Linked DNA regions of Rattus norvegicus: region 2 is linked to region 1. A link is a contact called in public Hi-C data. All regions are on one chromosome and are shown on one strand. Each heading gives the region's core, a stretch centred on a gene start, on an enhancer-like site or on the middle of the called end of the contact. The rest is flanking DNA. Distances are from core to core; before and after follow the strand shown.

The links. Hi-C and Micro-C count contacts between places; a contact is called where the count stands out from the background.
Region 2: a Hi-C map of Schwann cells shows a contact between it and region 1, with 4 times the contacts expected there. The contact joins two enhancer-like sites. A contact is called at or near these places in 5 of 12 Hi-C or Micro-C datasets (the Rat2 cell line, Schwann cells, hepatocytes and 2 more).

Annotation. Positions count from the first base shown.
Region 1 is chr16:62,360,378-62,364,621 of GRCr8, forward strand. Dlc1 (DLC1 Rho GTPase activating protein) reads left to right here. Exons shown (of 18, transcript NM_001370997.1): 10 at 1-111; 11 at 2,806-2,965; 12 at 3,086-3,284. Among named protein-coding and RNA genes, the nearest start is that of Trmt9b, 130 kb to the right of the region's middle. Within about 2 kb of position 1,479, at least 27 of the 93 cell types and tissues checked have an H3K27ac peak or open chromatin away from gene starts, as enhancers often do. A contact at or near this core is called in Schwann cells, where this site is marked.
Region 2 is chr16:62,416,269-62,420,313 of GRCr8, forward strand. No RefSeq gene overlaps it. Among named protein-coding and RNA genes, the nearest start is that of Trmt9b, 77 kb to the right of the region's middle. Within about 2 kb of position 2,128, at least 12 of the 93 cell types and tissues checked have an H3K27ac peak or open chromatin away from gene starts, as enhancers often do. A contact at or near this core is called in Schwann cells, where this site is marked.

The DNA.
Region 1 (4,244 bases), core at 229-2,728:
GATTAACTGTCAGTCTGTGGCCCAGATGAACCTACTGCAGAAATACTCACTCCTGAAATTGACGGCCCTGCTGGAAAAGTACACGCCTTCCAACAAGCATGGCTTCAGCTGGTAAGAGAGCTAAGTGCGTGGTGAGCAGTCACTCTGGGTGATGTTATCACACTCCCTGAGGTTGTCCCCAGCACTAAGCGTATGACTGCTCTGTCTTCTGTCAAAATGGCCAATCTGTCATCCTTAGGCAGTCAGTCTCCACGGCTAAAGCTCCCGGAGCCTCGGGGAGTTAGCTGCAGGACTGGTTGGTTGGGTTTCCGGCCCTTTCCATGAGAGATTGCATTCCTGTGACGTCATACTGCACAGCCATCTTGCCAGCTGTAGGAATAACCCCCACTAGCTAAATACACTGACACTCTCACGTCAGGATCCCGGGAGGAAGGAAGGAGAAATGGTGAGATAGGACGAAGCTACTTGACCATATCCATACCCGTGCATGGTTTTAGAGGCTTTTTCTAAAAACAGTGTTTGGAATTGAACTCAGGCCCTGGTCTACGCTGAGTCCACACACCATCACGTTGTCAGTCAGTTTTGAGTGTGAAGGTTTTGAGCATGACAAGAAAATCTACCTGTGCTAAAAAGTTTTTTATTTTGGGTTTGGGTTTTTTGTTTTGTTGTTTATTTGGGTGGGGAACTTTCTGGCAAAAATGCTCAGGGAGTAATAAATGGTTAGCTATAATATCTTATGTATATACTGCTTCTGTTTCTTTGAGTTTTGGGGTTTGTTTGTTTGTTTGTTTTGGTGTTTGGAGACCGGTTCTATCTGTTATGTACAAATATATTTTTAAAATTGAAATGTATTAGATGTCTAGCATCATAATCTTGAAGAGTCAGCCTTGGGTGTACAGTCTTAAGATGTGGACATTCAGGCTAGATGGGTGGTGGGCGGGACATAATCTCTGCCCACACTCATAGTGCAAAGACAAGAACTGTGCCTGGGTCCAGGTCTCTGTGTTTCGTAGTGTCCCAGTCGTCCCTGAATCTTTTCACTCAACGTCAGGGAGCTTGTAGTCCAATCTTTAGGAAAACAGAGATGCAGCCCATGTCACTGGAACACTCTGCGACCAGCCCAAATGGCTTGACGTAGTCTGAGGCAGGGTCCACGGCTCTTAGATGCTCTCACTCCTCCCTCCTAGGAATGTACACGGGCCTCAAAGCACTTCCTAGCTAAGGCAGTAACAGGAGCCTTGCTAAATACAGAAGCCTTTGTTCTCAATGACAGAAATCCATATCGACCAGTCTATCCCAGAGTGCTTCAGATTCTCAGTGGGGACTGTAATGTGTTCTTCCACATTCCACAGCCAGGCTTGCCACGCACAACAAAGCCAGCATTGTGCACGCTTCTGCTGCAGCACCCACTGTCTGCCTGACTGTGTGGAAATACAAATCAGGCTCTACCCTTTGGCTTTTCCTTTTCTAGAGCCATCAAGAGTGGCATGTCACGGCCGCCGTGTGGGCAAGCACCCAGAAGTCGGTTTTCTGTGGTGTCCCTCGGTGCTTAGAGTAATATTTTCCTCAGTGCTATTTAAAACTGCATATTTTACATTCTCCTTTCAGGGTTGTCTACCCCTTTTCTCACCAAACCCTCAAAAAAAAAAAAAAAATCTCCAAGTCCACCCTTCTACTTCAGTTCTGGTCAGTTTTTCCAGTGAGTCAAAACCAAAATGTAAAGGCCTGGCATTGTAGAGCTCGGTCAGCAAGGAGCACTTCAGCCCAAAGTCCCTTTCCTGTTTGGCTCTGCCCTTTCTGCTCTCACTCAAGGCGTCAGTCATAGAGCGCAGATACCTGCCTTAAATGCCTGACATGTGTTTCCTGGTGTCGTGTTTATAGCTGGGGGTGGGCCTGCTTTCAGGCTGCCTGGCCGCCTCCCGGAGCCTCACAAAACTCCCATTGTATCTTTCCCCTTTCCCATAGAAGCCTGAAGATGCTGTGTTCTTTGGGGTCATAGGCAGGGGAATTTATTTTGACTTCGGGTCGTGCCCCATTTGAGCTCTGGTCTAGGTTCTCAGTATGACAAGACAGTCCGCTTTGTGTCTGCTGATTTTTATGCAGTATTACCCAGATCTCTTTTATATGAAGCAATTCAGATCTCTTCAAGAACCCAGAAGGGATTCATACTCTTTTAGGAAAGGTGGGAAGTCGTTCCTCAAGCTCACATCAGAAGTCCCTAATAGGGTATTATGTATTTTTGCCTCTTCCTTCCTGTACCATTCTCATGTAAGGAAGTCCATTAGCTTCCCCGAGGACCACAGACAGCCGTTCTCAAGATTAGCAGGAGTTAACAGATTCCCCAGATGAGGATATTTGACCAGGTCTTACAGCTACAGCTCTTCAAATATCGAGACCAGACTGGGCTACATAAGAAAGAGTCGAAAAAAAAACAAAGGAACCGGGACATGTTAGGGGTGTGACTCAGTAGCAGGGCGTTGCCTAGAGAGACTCCAGGGTCTCTGGGTTCGACAGCCAAGAGCACTTTGCCCACCCCACCCCCCACCAAAAAAAAATTCCTGTGACATTGTCTAATAATTGGGTGATAGGGCATTCTATACCCATGATGTATTATAGAAGTTACTGACCTAGTAAGGCCTAATGTGGCTACTACAGCTATGAAAGTGAACTGGTCACTTTAATTTTCATTTAAATGGTCCCTGTATTGAAAGAGATCAAATTCATGGGAGAGGGGGCTGAAAAAAGGGGGTGAGCCAATTCAGGGAAGTAAATGCTTAACTCTTCCCCCACATCTTCTTTAAACAGGGCCGTGCCCAAGTTTATGAAAAGGATCAAGGTTCCAGACTACAAGGACCGGAGTGTGTTTGGGGTCCCCCTGACCGTGAATGTGCAGCGCTCAGGACAGCCCCTGCCTCAGAGCATCCAGCAGGCCATGCGCTACCTCCGTAACCATTGTCTGGACCAGGTGAGCACAGCTTCCTGTGGATTCCACGCGTGGGAGCTGAGCTTCACGCTGCATGCTTTCTCTCACCTCGTGGAGAAGACTCTGCTTCCCCGCTCATCCCTAATGTTTTTCCTCCAAAAGGTTGGGCTCTTCAGGAAGTCAGGTGTCAAATCCCGGATCCAGGCCCTACGCCAGATGAACGAAAGCGCGGAAGATTACGTCAACTATGAAGGCCAATCTGCTTACGATGTGGCAGACATGTTAAAGCAATATTTCCGAGATCTCCCCGAGCCCCTCATGACGAACAAACTCTCCGAAACGTTCCTGCAGATCTACCAGTGTAAGCATCCCCGGGTTTTCTTAACGACGGTCGGTGTCAGGTTCCATGGGACCAACTGAAACACGTGTCAGCCTTTTGCGGGGAAAACCTTCTCAAAACCTGAGTTTGAAGTTGGTGTGTGTGATAGGTTGATGTATCCTTACCGAAACGTGATTTTTGTGACCTGGGAGTGTGTTGGCAGAGTAATTGTGCAGCACACGTAAAGTACCGAGTTTTCTGTCCGGCGCCACATAAACCATGTGTGGTGGTGCACACTTGTAACCCAGCGCTTTGGAGTTCTTAGAGTTGGGAGGATCAGAGGGTCAAGACCATCCTTGTCCTAAAAAAGAAAGAGAAAATAAATGTTCCGGATGAGTCGGGAAGTATAAAAGGTCCATTGTACATGTTCATAGTCAAGTCCACTGTCATCTTTCGTTTGCCCTGAGCAGTAGGTGCCAAAAAGTAGGGTACCAAAATGGCATGCTGACCTTCCGTCGTCCCTTCTCCCTCTCTGCCTCCTGCCTTTTCCTTCTACCCTCTCCCTCTTCTCCACTTCCTTCACCCCGACCTCTCTCTCCCTCCCCTCCACCCACCTCTCATTTCCTTCCGTTCCCGTCTCTAGACTTATTTACTTTATAACTCTCTTCCAGGGCTGTTGAATTTAAATTTTCCCTGGTGCCTGTGTATTTTATCTCACTGGAAAATGAATGAATAATCCTCCTTTCCCTTTTTTGGTTAATCATCACAGTTCCTTCCATAAATACCCAGGGAGACAATACATATGCCCTCCTCACGTTTAGGCCCGGCTTAAGGCAACCAGTTGAGGAAGTGGATGATCAAGATGGGGACTGTGGCTTTCACAGCCTTGTATTTTTTCCGGGCTTGGGTGACGTCAGAGCAGCGTGATTTAAAAGCAGCCCGTCTTCGTGCTGAAATAATCTTTAGAACTGACGTGCTAGACTTTATTTTATGAGAAACGGA
Region 2 (4,045 bases), core at 878-3,377, 57 kb after region 1:
TCTCAATGGCTCCAGGGGATCCAATGTCCTCCCGTGGCCTCTCTAAGTAGCCCCACCCCCAACCCCAGCACACACAGCATTTTTAAAGCATGAAAACACTTATCCCACAAGAGATCCAGACTATCCCCATGGGATTCTCGGTGACACTAATACGTGTGGTCTTTGCTATCACACAGTGTGAGATGCTCTACTCTAGATGTGAATGCAGACAATGCAATCTTGAGACCAGAGCAGCAATGGTTGCTAAGATCCTCACAGATGGGTCCCACTAGCATTCTCTCATGGAAGGGAAGGAGGACCATGGGGTAGCACATAAGAAGCACAGGAGTAGCTCATAAGCCCCACGGGAGGTGTCAAAAGACACAGGAGAGTCATGGCTCCTGGAGGATGTATAGACAATTAAGAGCTATTGGGAGAAAAAGACTTTTTTATTTTGGTGACTATCACCTATGCTGTAGGACAGAGGTTCTCAACCTTCCTAGTGCTATGACCCTTTAATACAATGTCTCATGTTGTGGTGACCCCGACCATAACATTATTTCCCTTGCGTCATTTTGCTACTGTTATGAAGTGTTATGTAGATAGCCAATGTGTGATCCCAAAGGAGTCGTAAGCACAGGTTGAGAACCACTGCTGTAAGGCCTCTTCATCCACACTCTTATAAATAACTTCTATTAGGCCCATCGGTTCACCTCAGTAGACGTGGATGGAATTGTTTATTTGGTCATTTGGTTGGCCATTGGTACCCTCTCTGTGGTGAATAGACATTTGTTCACATCTCTCTAGGAAAAGTTAATGGGACATTTAGTAAGATATGTTGATTTGAAGGGCGTGACCAAGGTTTTCCAAAAATTTATTAAGTTATGCGTGGTTAGGATCCAATAATTTATTGTGGATACTATATTTTGGTAGGTTTTTTTTCCCCCTCTGATACATCTGAAATAAAAAATTCACTTTTAGCCTTTAATTTCAGTACGAAAGTGTAAGCTTAGAAAAAACAAAAGGGCAGGTGGCACACACCTCTAATCCCAACACTCCAGAGGCAGGCAGATCTCTGAGTTTGAAGCCAGTCTAGTCTGTAGAGTGAGTTCCAGAAGAGTCAGACGAAACAAAGAAATTCTGTCTTGAAAAAGAAAAATAAATACATAAATAAATAAATATTTTTTTTTAAAATGCACAAAATTCTACTCTTGAGTTTTAGGCACCCTCTGGGGTCTTGGAATGGATAAAAGGCAACTGACTGCTTTACGTTTAGACGCTTCTGTTGTCTTTGTTTAATGAGATCAGGTCTGCAGTAGCCTAGCTGACTTTGAACTTGCCATGTAGCAGAAGACAACCTTGAACTCCTGATCCTCCTGCCTCGTCCCCTCGAGGGCTGGCTGGGTTTACAGGCCTGGGTTTGTAATTTTCAGCTTTTAAGAGTATGGTGAGTTCTGAGATGGATATGTGTGTCTCTGTTAGTCTTATAAAGACTTCCAAATTGACCCCACTGCAAAAGAGGCACCAGGTCATTTTTTCCTTCCTCTCTTGAGGCCAAGCCCCTACTGTTGAGACAAAAGAGAAAATTAAACCAGGGGAGGGGTGGGAGGTGGGTGGGAAAATAGCCTACAGTTTCCAGCAGTGGTTCTCAGCCTTCCTAATGCTGCGACCCTTTAATACAGTTCCTAATGTTATGGTGACCCCAACCTTAAAATTATTTTTATTGCTATGCCATAACCATAATTTTTCTAGTTATGAATGTTAGTGTAAATATCTGATATATAGGACATATAATATATATATGACCCACAGGTTGAGAACAGCTGGTTTATGGGGTCTCCTATGCCATAAGCCATAGACTCTCACTTCCTCACTGAAAAGAAGATATATGAGACAATAGGTAACTCACCCTATTTTGTTTTAAGGGGCTGGAAACAGTCCTACCCTAAGCCTTGTCTTACCCCAAGGCTTCTATGTAGGGGTAGCTACTAGGAAAGGTCCCTTCAATGCCTCTCATGGGATCAAAATGTATCAAACGATAATTAGAACTATTAAGAGCAGTCGAGATTAAATGTGACTCTGAGTCAGAGTTAATTTGAAGAACTGCTGTAAAAGGCTGTTTCTCTGGGCTGGATAAGACAATGACGTCACAGTTACCAAGTTTCCTGCACAGTCAACAGGCCTCCCTTTAAACTTCTCGGATTCAAGTGCCCTTCCTTAGGAAAAGATCGCCGGTTGGTTTCTGTCTATTTTACCCTCGTGTGGTTTTGTCCTGGCATTCTTTGTGAATATGGGGCAGATTGTTAAATAGGAGCCAACAGCTGGAGTCAGACTTCCTGTGTGAAGGCCAGCGCAGCTCGTTTCCAGCCGGGCGTTTGATATGTTATCTGGGGCAACAGCGACTGGGCACTGCCGAGGCTTCAGAACGGCTCCCTTCAATTTCCTGTATATGTTTATAATGGTGGATGTGTGTGCACATGTACACGTGTGTGCAGAGAGTGGAGAGCGAGCGAGGGGAGGCTTCTGCATGCATTTCATTAGCCTCTGTGAAGGGGTTTCAGTTAGACATGTGCCTTATGGAAAAGAAAACAAAAAAGACACCAGTTAGCCACAGCGAGGGTTCCTCACACAGCTGCCACTAATGACCTAAGTAATTTTGGGCAAGTTATTTCATCTTCTGGCCCAGTTCTGTTTCTGTCGAGGCTCCTTCCGGTTCAGAATCTCTGGCTCAAAGGTTCACTTTCTGCTCCCTGCGACTTGCTGTTCTGAAATACGTGGTTCCCTCCCTTATGATATGATACCGTGTGAGTCCATGTGTTCTAAGCCCTCATAACTTCTTTTCGGTTAATTCTATATTATCCTCTTGCATGTTCTCCGTGAGCCTTTATTATCCAGGCCCCATTGTCTCTACACAAATATTACAAATGTCGGGCTTTATCTGCAAAGAAAAGTCCACAGTGTGTTTGCTTCCTGTTTTGTTCCTGGAGCTTCTAGAGTTTGGAGATTGGGTTTCGTCCTGACAAAGGTTGACCAGAGTCGCTGGGCTGGCTGTCACTTCTCCAGTTCTGTTCTGTTCTTATTAAATTCAATTAGGTCTAAATGTGCCAAATGGCATTTTTTTTTAAATTCATCTGTGTCTGTATCTGAGTATGAACATTTAAAATGGAACCACATAGGAAACTTGTTTTACAGTCTTGGTTGTCCCACGCTGATGGCTTCCTCGGGTTCTCCACAAGTGGGTTTAGCGCCATCTAGCGACTCAAGGGCTAAAGCTTTACTGCTTGGTTGACTGTATTTGAAAATTTGCTGACTGAAACAAGCTAAAACCGGAGGAAGCCTTGCACCTAGCTCTCCTGTTCTCCAGGAGGGTCGAATTTATTACTGACCCCAACAAATTTTTGTAACCTACAGAATCCCCGAACCACGAAAAGCGTTTGGTTTTTAATCTTTCTTCCTTCCTTCCTTCCTTCCTTCCTTCCTTCCTTCCTTCCTTCCTTTCTTTCTCTCTTTCTTTCTTTTTTTTAGTTATTCATTTTACATCCTGTTCACTGTCCTCCTCCTGGTCACCTCCCCCAATCCTTTTCTCCCTCCCCTTCTCCTCTGAGCTGCCCCCCCCCCCTCCCCGATATCCCTTCACCTGGCACTTCAAGTCTATGGGAGGCTAGGCGCTTCTCTCCCACTGGGGCCAGACAAGGCATAGCTAGAAGAACATATCCCACAGGGAACAGCTTTTGGGCTAGCCCCCATTCCAGTTGTTCAGGACCCACATGAAAACCAAGCTGCACATCTGCTACGTATGAGCCGGAAGGCCTAGTGCTAGCCTGTGTATGTTCTTTGTTGGTGGTTCCGTCTCTGAGAGCCCCGAGGGTCCAGGTTAGTTGACTCTGTTGGTCTTCTTGTAGAGTTCCTATCCCCTTAGGGTCCACAATCCTTCTTCCTCCTATTCTTCCATACCAGTCCCCAGGCTCCATCCACTGTTTGACTGTGATTGTCTGTATCTGTATGAGTCAGTTGGTCTGTGGAGCCCCTCAGAGGACAGTTGTCCTAGAATCCTGTCTGCAAGCGT